Regions from separate parts of the Mus musculus genome. Here region 1 is linked to region 2. The links are chromatin contacts, called in public ChIA-PET maps. All regions are on one chromosome and are shown on one strand. Each heading gives the region's core, a stretch centred on a gene start, on an enhancer-like site or on the middle of the called end of the contact. The rest is flanking DNA. Distances are from core to core; before and after follow the strand shown.

Evidence for each region. ChIA-PET counts read pairs in DNA pulled down with a chosen protein or histone mark.
Region 1: a contact with region 2 is called in an RNA polymerase II ChIA-PET map of effector CD8 T cells, with 61 read pairs. The contact joins the promoter of Reps1 here to the enhancer-like site in region 2. A contact is called at or near these places in 2 of 15 datasets of contacts at CTCF or cohesin (CD8 T cells and the NIH/3T3 cell line), 1 of 484 Hi-C or Micro-C datasets (peritoneal macrophages), 3 of 115 datasets of contacts at active chromatin or transcription factors (effector CD8 T cells and embryonic stem cells) and 3 of 9 other capture datasets (adipose tissue, liver and pancreatic islet).

Annotation. Positions count from the first base shown.
Region 1 is chr10:18,052,552-18,058,743 of GRCm38.p6, reverse strand. It overlaps Reps1 (RalBP1 associated Eps domain containing protein), which reads right to left and starts at 2,804. Exons shown (of 20, transcript NM_009048.2): 1 at 2,629-2,804. The coding sequence starts at 2,781.
Region 2 is chr10:18,004,535-18,010,087 of GRCm38.p6, reverse strand. No RefSeq gene overlaps it. Among named protein-coding and RNA genes, the nearest start is that of Abracl, 16 kb to the left of the region's middle. Within about 2 kb of position 1,772, at least 22 of the 459 cell types and tissues checked have an H3K27ac peak or open chromatin away from gene starts, as enhancers often do. A contact at or near this core is called in CD8 T cells and effector CD8 T cells, where this site is marked.

The sequences.
Region 1 (6,192 bases), core at 1,555-4,054, 48 kb before region 2:
CCTCTTCCTAACTGTTTCATTAGCTCCAAACATATTTTAGCTTAGGTAAAATCTTACTATCTACTAGTCCTTGAAAAGGCTCGGATGACTTTGGTCATATTTTTCCTCGGCCTGGAAGCAGATCTCCCCTCCCCATCTCAACGCAGAAGTCCATCTGAACTGTGTCTTTATCTCCTTTGTGCTTGTGAACACAACGTGCCTCTCCCAGGTCCACTTTTCTTTACACCTGAATGGTCCTGTAATTTACAAAGCCCTCAGAGCACCTTGTGCTTCTGTTGAACCTCCAACATCTAGCTCAACAAAGAGAACAAAACTGGGATATGTTTGAATTACCCCCAATGCTTCTCCCTGAGAGCCATGGAATGCTGTTTTCAGAAAATCTCAAACTCTCATAAGAGAAACTAAATCCACATTCCCCTTCAGTCTCACATTTCTATGTCTTAGGCCAAATTTTAAGTAAGCTGCCTTCAAGACTCCAGATTGCTATTCAGTACAGGTTGGCTATTCTTTATCAGCAATGCTTGAAACTGAAGGTTTGTGTACACACAATGAGATATCTTGGGGGTAGGATCCAAGTTTGAAGAGATCTCTTTACATCTCATATGCACAGTAGTCCCACAGTTTGAGAGTCAATTTAAAAGAATGATAATTCTGAACAAGAAAGTTTCATAATATGGAATTTTCCACTTGTGATATTTTGGCCCTCAAAGTTTTCAGGTTAGGAGTACTGCAGATATCCTGGTCAGGGATCGTCAACCTGATCATGTTACTGTGGAAGTCTTGCTTCAGGGATCCTACAATTTCCAACGTGTAATTGAATCCCAAATATTTAAACGACTTAAGCTACCTATGTACAAAGATAATAGAAATTTATTTTCAAATGCCAATACAATTGAGTAAAATATGAAAATAAGTTGGATTCAATTGAACATATCTCAGCTGGAGGTTAATGGACACTAATTTCTATGCCCTAAACATGTAAACACCCTAAAAAAGTCTTGTGTACCATTAGAATGACAAAGTCATTTCCAGTTAACTCTGAACCCCAAAGACATGAGCTAAAATAGAATATGGGGGGCTTCTTGTCCAGAACCTGTAAGTTTTGTACCAAATCCATTAGACACTAGCCCCATATCATTTAACCCATCAGCAAACTATGGGATGTTTTGTGTGAACCCAAGCTAAACCTGGTTTCCTCATCGTAAGAGGGCCATAAAAACAAAAACAGTGAATCCACACAGAATCTGAATTGTTGGGAAAGCCTAAAATTGTCACTATGTTGTCCTCTTCAGCAGCACAGATCTGAGACTTTCTTATCCTTCCCTGGTACCTAAAACACTCACCTTTCCCCACCACACCCCAGGGTTAAGAAAAAATGACAAAATGAAACAAAAGCAAAGTGAGAAAGAATTCACTCCCTAAACCACAGTAGGCACTCGGGTATTGTCTATATTCGAGGTGTGTGTAGAAATTTTTATATCACAAGGGTTTCTGTTAGAAGAAAACTGACTTTCACTCTAAGATGGGCCTCAGAGAACTGGAGGCTGAGGAGGCAGAGTGATGAGATTTCTAAAAGCCTGGAGACTCCTGGCCCAGCCCACACCCACGTCCCAGCACCTGAGCAGTTGAGGGGGCAACAGGACCCTGAGTTCAGGGCTAGTCTGGGATATAAAGCAATAAGCTGTCTCAAAACAAAGTAAAATCAAACCTCTGGCCCAATATTCTGCTTCCACTGCATTATATCCACTTCCATCTCCATGTGTTTGGAGATTTGGATAACTGGCTTGGGATCAATATGAGGATGAAAACTTAAGACGGTTCCTTCCTCCCATACAGTTTAAACAGGCTCTTACTATAGCAGCTATGAATCATTAAGCAGTAGCATTAATGCTCATCACAAATATTAGCACTTCTAAAACAGGCGACAAAGAAGGTTTACCCTTGCTGCTACAGAGTTACGAGTGGCAGAGTTACAGACTGAGGAGACTATCCGCTGTCTGATTCCAGCTGTTCAATAAATCCCAAACCAAACCCACAAGCTCCACTGACTATTCCCGGGAAGGGCACTAGAAGATACTGTCCACCGGCCACCCATTCTACGACCAAGTTCTTTTCACATCTATCTACATGCCAAGTATCAGCCAGAAGTTCAAATTTCTTAGTCTCCCCTAAGAACACAGCTTCCTTAAATTTAAAACAAAACAAAACAACCCCCCCCCTAAAAAAAAAACCCAAACCACCTGCTTCTTGGATACCTTAAGCGTAACAAATCTCACTTCATCGAGTCTGCTCGGCTCGCTCAAAAATCCATATGGCATTTTGCCTGCCTATAGTCGTAACTTTCCTATTGTGCGGGAGTCGAAGAGCTATGTGACTATAGTAGGCATATCCAGCAGACGCTAGGATGCACACACAACCCGAGAGACCCGGGACCTTGCTCTTCCAGTGCACAGGCTGCCGGAGGGATGCAGGCTCCGCAGACCCCCGCCCCCACCCGGACGGCGAGCCCTCCCCCTCCAGGGGTCCCCGCGCACCCCGCTCCCGCACCTGCGGCCTCTGCCCGTCCCCGGGGGAGCCCACTCCCGCTGCCGCTGCCCGGGGCCCGCGCGGCCGGGGACGCGGCGGTACCTGGAGGACCACGTCGTTGGGCAGCTGCGCGGCCCGGAACAGCTCGAGCACTCGCCCGTTGACCACCACCTTCTTGGTGCTCTCGATGTCGCAGTAGGAGAAGAGATCCGAGTAGTATTTCTGCTCGGCGTCGCTCAGCGTCAAGCCTTCCATCTTCGCCTCGGCCCGGCGGCCGCCCCGCCCCGCATGCACCACCCGGGCGCCGGCCCCGCGACCCGGGGCGGCCGGCGGGGTACTGCGCACGGCACGGCCTCCCCGCGGGGCCGCGAGCTCGTGTGGCCCGGGGCAGCCGGCGGCGGTGGCGCGCGGCTGTGCGCGGCCGCAAGCTCGGCGTGGGGAAAAGGAGGCGGCGGCTCCGGGCTCGGCCGCGTCCCTCGGGCTTCCCGCCTCGGCTTCCCCTTCCGCCCACGCGCCCCCCTCCGAGAAGTTGTGGGGCTTCCGAAGTCTAAAGTTTCGGGGGCTCGGGGCTGCGCGTGGCCGCCGCTCCGCCTCCCTCGGCCGCCATTGACTGCGCCCCGGCCCGGCACTGACAGCGGCGGCCGCGCTCCAGACCCGGATGTGAGGCCGGGAGGAGAGAGCGCGAGAGGGAGAGGGAGAGGGAGAGAGAGAGAGAGAAACACCCACCGGGCTGGCTCGGCCGCTCCCGGGAGAGCGGGCCGCAGCGCCCCCTGCTGGCCGGAGCCCCGCGGCACGGCGGGGCGCGGCGAGTGGCCCTGGGCGCCCTCCGCGAGGACCCCAGGCTGGGGGCACTTGGGGACCGACCGGCGTCCCAGCGACGCGGAGGGTTCAGGTCGCACTGCGGGCTGGGGTGCGGCAGCTTCTGGCGTGCAGCATTTCCTAACGGTTTGCACTTAACGAGGATAAGTGCATCGCTTTGCGCCGTCCACTGAAGCAGGGAAGCTTGCTCAGGTGTGGACGCTTAAACCAAGGCTGAACTCGATCTGGTCCCAAGCCGGGTCTTCTGTAAAACCAAGTTTGAAAAAATAGAAATAAAGAAAAAAAAAGTCACCTTTTTTTTTTTTTTTTTTCACCGAGAACCAAATACTGTCGGTTTATGCCATCCACTCGGGAAACCTGTGTAGGCCTTCAGCCAACTCCAGGCCCTCTTGTTGCTCACCATCCCTTCCTTCCTCTGGGGGGTGGGGGGGGGGGAGTCTTAATCTGCATCTGTCTCTGGAGTTCATAGACCCTTAACGAGCCTTTAATCTTTTAAAAGTATTTCTTTCCTGAAACTCTATGAAGTCAGGCTGGACTTGAACTCTTGATCCCCTGCCTTTTCTTTCCTAGTGAAGGGATACCATCACCAGTCAGCCCGCGACCTTGTCAGCATTAAATATGAAGTATTTCAGAAACGGGAGCCAAGGAAGATTACACAGAGGGCTTTTCAAGTTTGGTTTTTATTCTCTGTTACATAGAGCCCATTAAGGGGACATCATTATAAGAATGAGCAGACATAGAGGGCTGGGGATATAGCTCATTTGTTAGAGCACTGTGTGCACAACGCCCTGGGTTCTATTCCCAGCACTGCATAGATCAAGTGTGGTGGTGCTTACCTGTAATCCCAGCCATTTGGGAGGTAGAGGACAGGAGGATCAGAAGTTCAAGGTCATGTTCAGCCTCACAGAACACAGAAGGCCAACCTAGACCCTATCTCAAACAGCCCAGAAAACAGAAAGAAGAACTCTGGCACCAAATGCCTCCTTTGGAGGCTAAATCTAAATGAACGTCTGTGAAGCTCTTTATGTAAGTCTTTATAGATGCCACTTTGTGGCGATATTTTCATGTTACTCTACTTCATATAGTGCTTAGTACGTCTTACAATTCATACTCACAATTGCAGTTTGGGTATGTGTGTGTGTGTGTGTGTGTGTGTGTGTGTGCATTTTTAAAAGATAGGTTCAATGAGGTAGGGACTGATTCCTGCTGTCACTGGTCTCTTTTCCCCTGCCACCTCCCCATGGCCTAGCAGCTCTATCCTGCCCTAAGCCTTTGTTCCTTCTGAAACCTCACACAGACATTTGCACGTTCCTTCTCCTGTTCCGAGGGCTCCGTCTTGGAGAACAGTCCCGCTAACACCTGATCTCCAGCTGTTGTGCTGTGTTTGCTCTTCTTAACCTGAATTCTTTTTCCTTATTGCATGTCTAGCTGATATCCAAATATGAATTTCTGTACATATTCATTTTTCTAAAATTTTATGCTGATTACACCATTGATGACAACAGCCCCGTGAAACGAGCTTGACAAGGGTTTCCTTTTTTGAAAACTTGGGATACTGAGACAAAAATGGTGTTAGCAACTTGTAAGTTTCATGACACTAAATATCTAGATGCAGGGTTCTAAACCTACTCAACTCTAAAACCAGTACCCTTTCTTAAGTCTCCTGAGCCACTAGCTCTCTATTCAGTAGAAGTGTTTCATTTCTTCGTCACCACCCTTCCAAGGCCTGTCACATACAGGTGTACCTCAATCACAAGTGATCAAATGAAGTTTAGTATTGATGGGCTAAGAAAGCATCCCGGGCTCTAACTTCCTAGCTTCAGTAAACTACAGCTCTGTGCCTCTCTTAAAATCTGAAGTCATTGCAAGATCGCATCATGTACAAGCGTTAAGCTCTGAAATGTCCCTCTCAGTTCATAATCTGTCCTTTCCCCCTCCCCTGCCGTTCCATAAATAAACCTGTCCCTTACAGTCCTGAGAGTCTGAAGTTCCAGCACAGTGAGTGGGTTCACAGTTATACTGTGAAGGGCTGGAGAGATGGCTCAGAAGTGAGGAGCATTTGCTGCCCTTGCAGAGGACCCAAACTCCCTTCCCAGCACATATACAGCCTCGCACGGGATCCTTAAAGCCAGCTCCTGGGATCGGATGCTCCCTTCTGGTTTCAGTGCACATGGATGGTGCACATACATTCATGCAGCAGTCAGAAACATTCACATGCATGAACTAAAAAGTCAAAATTATACTTTGAAAGCCAGGTGTGGTGTGTATACATATAATCCCAGGGAAAGGAAGGATTGTGAGTTCAAACCCAGCCTGATCTCCGTAGTGAGAGCCTGTCAGAAACAAATAAACAGACACTTATACTTTGATCATGCTGTCCCAGTGAGCTGCCGGATTTTCTTTTTGAGGATCACAGAGTCTAGGGGCCTTGTGGTCAGACTTAGCCTCCCACCACCATTTCCTTCTTCCATTGTCCTTTCTGTTATCTCTTGCCCATAACTCATGCTAAATTAGCCTCGGCAGGAGCTTTATAGAGTGTTAGGTTCTCCGTCTGTAGCTCTATTGCTCTGTAAAGCTTTCCTAGAGTACAGCAGGCCCTGAAACAGGGTACTTCTCACTGACAACAGGCCCAGATGAGGGCAAAGAATAACTCACACCAGACCAGGAGTGGTGGTACATTCCCAACAGTGGGGAGGGGGCTGAGGCGTGAAGATTGAGAAAGTTTGAGGCCAGCCTGAGCTGCATAGAAAGATCCTGTCTGAAAAAGATTTTTTTTAAGTTAAAAAAGACACTAATGAGGCTGAAGAGATGGCTCCACAGTTAAAAGTCACACACTCTACTCTTGTA
Region 2 (5,553 bases), core at 523-3,022:
TGGGTTTTCTTAAGTTCAGTCCCAATCAACTGGTTGGTTGTACCATCTATTTATTTAGCCACGTGGCTTTATTTAGCTCTTCTTTATAGGAAGCTCTTGGGTTAAAGGTGTGTGCTAAGGCCACACCACAACAACCTGTTTACAATAAACAGGAACCTCTTAGGTAACATGTATGTTCTAGGGCTGAGCCACACCAGATAAGGTTTTTCCAGTTCACAATCATGGGGTTCACAATGTGATCAAGTATCCTGCAACAGTCTCTGTCTCTGTCTCTCTCTCTGTCTCTCTCTCTCTCTCTCTGTCTCTCTGTCTGTCTCTCTCTCTCTGTCTCTGTCTCTCTCTCTCTCTCTCTTTTGTTTTTGTTTTTTTGAGACAAGGTTTTTCTGTGTAGCCTTGGCTGTCCTGGAACTTGCTCTGTAGACCAGGCTGGCCTCAAATTCACAGAGTTCTAGGCTTCTGCCTTCCTCGTGCTGGGATTAGAGGTGTGAACCACCATTGCCTGGCTGGCCATTTCTTTCATAACAACTTTGTATATAGATGTTAGTTGGATCATTCATAGTTATAAATTTTATTTTGGTCAAATTTACAGTGAAATCTCTCTTTTTGGCTACAAATGGGGTTCCAGTTAATTGCCTTAGTAATATGCTCAGTTTGCTTTCCTATACAACCCAGGAGCCTCTGCCTGGGGTAGCACCATCCATAGTGGACTAGGCCTTCCCATATCAATTACTAATAAAGAAAATTCCCTATAGATAAGCCTACAGGCTAATCAGTCAGTCTGATGGGTCTAATTCCTCAATGGAGCTTCCCTCTTCCCAGGTGATTAGTTTGTGTTAAGTTGGCAAAACTAAACGGCACAGAAGGATTTTAGGTGTAGGGTTGTCACTTCATAGAATGGCATAAAGTCAAGTAACTTGAGGAGGGTAAAAGAGTCAAGACTCAAGATCTGCACCGCAAAGGAAGGCTGGGACATTATTTTGAATTGTTTGTTTGCTATTGAGACCGGTTTCCTCTGTGTTAACAGTCCTAGTTGTCCTGGCACTCACTCTGTAGACCAGGCTGGCCTCAAACTCAGAGATCTGCCTGCCTCTGCCTCCCCAGTGCTGGAACTAAAGGCATGTATAATAACACCTGGTGCTGAATTAATAAGATATAACAATTCTAAGTTTATGTCTTAACAGTGGATCATCAAGAACTGCAAGAAAGAGTTTGATAGACACCACTTATTATGCAGTAAGCTTTCAAGTTCTACAACAGGATCTTATGTATTGAAATTATATGGCAATCTAATTATAGCTTGTTGTCAATATGGTAAAAGGCTGTTAATTGAATACTGGCTAAAGATACATACTACTCTTGCATATGCAAATTTATTTTTGTTTCCATCAGAGATGATCCAACCATGCCTTAGTGTCCTAGAGTCATAATTTAAAAACAAGCTAAAAAAGTTGATTTGAGGGATTTAATTGTACCACTTACATCCAGGTTTCCCTAGTGTCTGGAGTATGCCTATGGCTCTAGACAATACTGTGGGGAAAGCCCTTGAGCTGACAAATTATAAAAACATATGATAACCTGGGTTATTGGGTTTATAACCATGGTCCTCTGTGTCTAGAGAAACCCAAGAGAAATGTACCATCTTTAATTTATCTATATGCAAAACCATCTTGGGGTTTCCTTTTCCTTTTAAAAAAAATCAGTTATAAATAACTCTGCAAAGAAAATCAACTTCTCAGGAGGCTTTGCTGGTGAGAAATCAAAAAGCAAACCTGCTTTTCTGGAAGATGACTCAGTGTGAAAACCCCACCTCCTGTAGGCTCTCTCTCTCTGGCAGCCTCAACAACATTTCTTTAAAAAATTTTTTTTCTACATATCCCCCTCTGAGTTACTGTTTGTTTAGATACTTTAATTTAGACAGAATGGAAATCCACTTAGCTATGTGAAGGGGCTAACTCTCAGGGTGGACATGGGACATTTAGTAAGACAGAAGATTTCATGAAATTCATAAAGGAGCCATGAGAGAGTAGCTTGAGATGATGATTCCCTCCTGGAGGGTATCTGAATGGCTTTTGTAACCCCCCCCCCCCATCATTTTGTATCCTTTCTATACCCAAGTACTCTGGAGATCCGATTCTGTAGGTCCAGATGGAGCCCAAGCACATCCATGAGCATCTTTTCACAGCACTGAGGCTGCCACGTTGGTACCACCTCACCATTTTCATAGATTCTAGCTTTCTCTTTGCTTAACTTTCCCTTCTCCCATCTTTTCTCTAACTCAGTTGTAAAAGTAGGGGCTTTTGTATGCCCGCCCTGGCTCTGAATAATGACTTGGAGACTTTTCTATTTATTAAGCTTCAGGCGCTCTAGCTGGGCAGACTCTGAGCTGTTTTAACTACACGATGCTGGCCTGGCTTACTTCCCAGCCCCGTGGCCCATTACCTGCCATCTTAGTCTCTCCTGGCACCTCCCTTTTCATCCGTGTCCCAATAGCAACTCCTTTGGTCCCCACGTGAGACCCTCTCCCTTTCTCCATGCACAGGAGCCCAGTCTTTTGCTCTCTTGCCCGGTTATAGTTCTTTTATAACCAACCAGAAGGTGAGGAAGCACCAGGTTTTACAAAATACTGAGTCATACCAACCAAAGTCTGGAGTGCAACCAGATCTCTGGGTACAGAAATTAGCATTCAGATACACAGTGCACATAAACATCCTCCAACAGTCAGCTTAGTTTCCTATAGTGTATGCCTCTACATCTGACTTCAAATGCCTGAGGAAAGTATTGGGCATCAGGTACAGCATTGCCATTAGATGGGAAAGGTAATTTCTAATTTTTCTGCTGTACAGTGGGCGATAATTAACTGTCACATTAAGTACTTGAAAATAATGAGAAGAGAGGAATTTAAAAAAGAAATGTTTTCACCACAAAGAAATGAGAAGTGGTTGAAGTACTAATCATCTTGATTTAATAATTACACAATGCATGTATTAAAATATCACAGTGTACCCTATAAATGTGCAGTGTTATCATTTGTTCATTAGAGCCAAACCAAAACAGATGCTCAGTAGAAGTCCAAGAGGCTCAGTTTGTATGTAACTGACAACTTTATCTGCCAAGCCACTTGTGGGTCAGGGCCAGCCAAAGGTTGACTGGGCCAGCTGGCTACCCCTGTTCTAGTTAGTTATGGCTGTAGCTGTGGTGAGGCTAGGCATATAGTGGTGGTAAGGTTAGGCCTACAATTCAGAGCGTGGTTAGAGAACTAGAGCTTCTACACAAGACCTCATTGCTGAGATATTTAAAAGGCCTGTAGACTGGGCAAGGAAGAGTGACTGCATTCCAACACACCTTTCCTTATAAAGTCTTCGGGATTTATGAGAGTAATTTATGAGAGTAATTTAGAGGACATGATCACTCCTGTTAAGCAAAAACAAAAACAATAACAACAACAAACAAACTAAAAACCCTTCCCAGTGGTTGCCATGTTTTCTGTATCTGTGATTAAGAAACTATATAATATATAGAATATTCAGATGAGTTTACATCTTAGTCATAAAGACAGCATTTTTATTTTAATGATAAAAGTGTATAAAAGTCATCTATTTCTTTATTCTGTAGACAATGTGGGTACACACAGTTTCCTGGATTCCTTAAAGTGTCCCTTCACCGCAGTGCGGTTTCTTATGGGTGCTCTCAGCCTACAGGTTAGGAACAATTTTGTGGTGCAATAGTACATTCCAGGAATGCTAGATGTGGGGAAGCCTGCATTTGGGTCTGAGGTTTTACTTCTTGGAGAGGTTCTGACATATCTTCTATTTGAACCTGAGAAGTATCTACTGACTGGCTTTATGTCAATATGACAGAAGCTAAAGCCATCTAAAAGGAGGGAACCTCGCTTGATAGAATGCCTTCCTAAGATCCAGTTGTAAGGCATCTTAATTAGTGATTGATGGAAGAAATGCCCATCCCACTGTGTGTAGTGCCATCCCTGGACTGGTGGTCCTGGGTTCTATAAGAAAGCAGACTGGGAAAACCATGAGGAGCAAGCCAGTAAGTAACACCCTTCCATGGCTTCTGCATCAGCTCCTGCCCTGCAGGCTCCTGTCCTGACTTCCTTTGAGGATGAACAGTGATATGGAAGCAAAGCCCAATAAACCCTTTCCTCCCCTATTTGCTATTTAGACATAGTGTCTCATTGCAATAATAGAAACTATAACTAAGACAGCAGGCTTAAACGACTCCAAAAGAAAAGGCTAGACTATCTAGTGATTTCTGGGGCTAATTCATAATGGCTGTGGAGTAGCTATGAGGCACATTGAATGGAATGTGGAAAGGGAGGGAGAGCTACGGGGATGGTTTGTTTCAGAGATCATGTCAGGATTTCAAAATCCTGGCTTTCTCCCTTTCTCCTCTTTTGTTTCTCATTTGTTTGCTTTTTGTCTGAGACAAGGTTTCACCCTCTATCCCACCCTGGCCTCACACCTGCAGTGAGCCTCTTGTCAAATCCACTTAAGTTCTGCGATTCCAGGCATGCTCCACCATGCCCAGCTTCTCTCTTTTCATTTCATCTTCGGCAGTTTCAGTTTCACTTATTTCTGAGCCTGGTTTTCTTTCTGGTCAAAAAATAGCTGCCAACAACATTTAGGATAATCTGACTGTAGAAAGAATCTCTTACAACCATCACCTGTCAATAAAGAAGCTTATGGCCAATGAGCTAAGACAGGAAATAGGAGGCGGGACATCCAGGAGCGATAGAGAGATTTCTGGGAAAGAGTCAGAAGGTGGGAGATGGGAGAATTGCCAGTCAGACAGAGGAAGTAGCAGGCCAGGAATGCAGAGGAGATGGACTTTAATCAGCAGCCGAACTCAGGTTAGAATAAAGGGGAGATTTGCCCCAGGAACTCTGAGGAGACAGAGGTAAGAAGGCAAGGAAAGGAAAATAGCCATGTAGCTGAACCTAGGTTAGAGCAAAAGGGATAATAAGAGTAAGTCAGAGAATAAGCTGAAGTTATGACCTAGGCATTTATTAATAAATAATTAGTCTCAGAATCCTCATTCTGGAAGCAGGGGCTGGGAAGAAGGACTTGGCTTATTTTTTACATATAACTCCTTGCATAAAAATGGGGGAGAGGAAGAAGAAGAGGGAGAGAAAGGAAAGAGGGAGAGATCTGTGCATATGTTTATGCGTGTACATGTGTGTGTGGGTACACATGAGCATACATATAAAAGCCAGAGTCAACATCAAGTGTCATTCTAACTTGCTGTCTACTTTATTTTTTGAGTTAGGGTCTCTCTTGGAACCTGAAACTTCACCAATTGAGGCAAAAGTGTTATTATGCCCAGATCGTGAAACCCCAAAGACCACCAGGACTCGACTCCGGATGCAATTCTTACAAGGGTTTATTCGGCACAAGCTTGAGCTCAGGATACAAACCTCCCTGAAGCAGAAGGTTAGGGGAGCGTGCTGAGGTCTAGGGGTCTGGAGTTTTTAAAGGAAAAAACCGCAAGCGGAGGTCACTCAGCCTTCGCATTATATGATTGGGTAAGAGGTTTATAGGG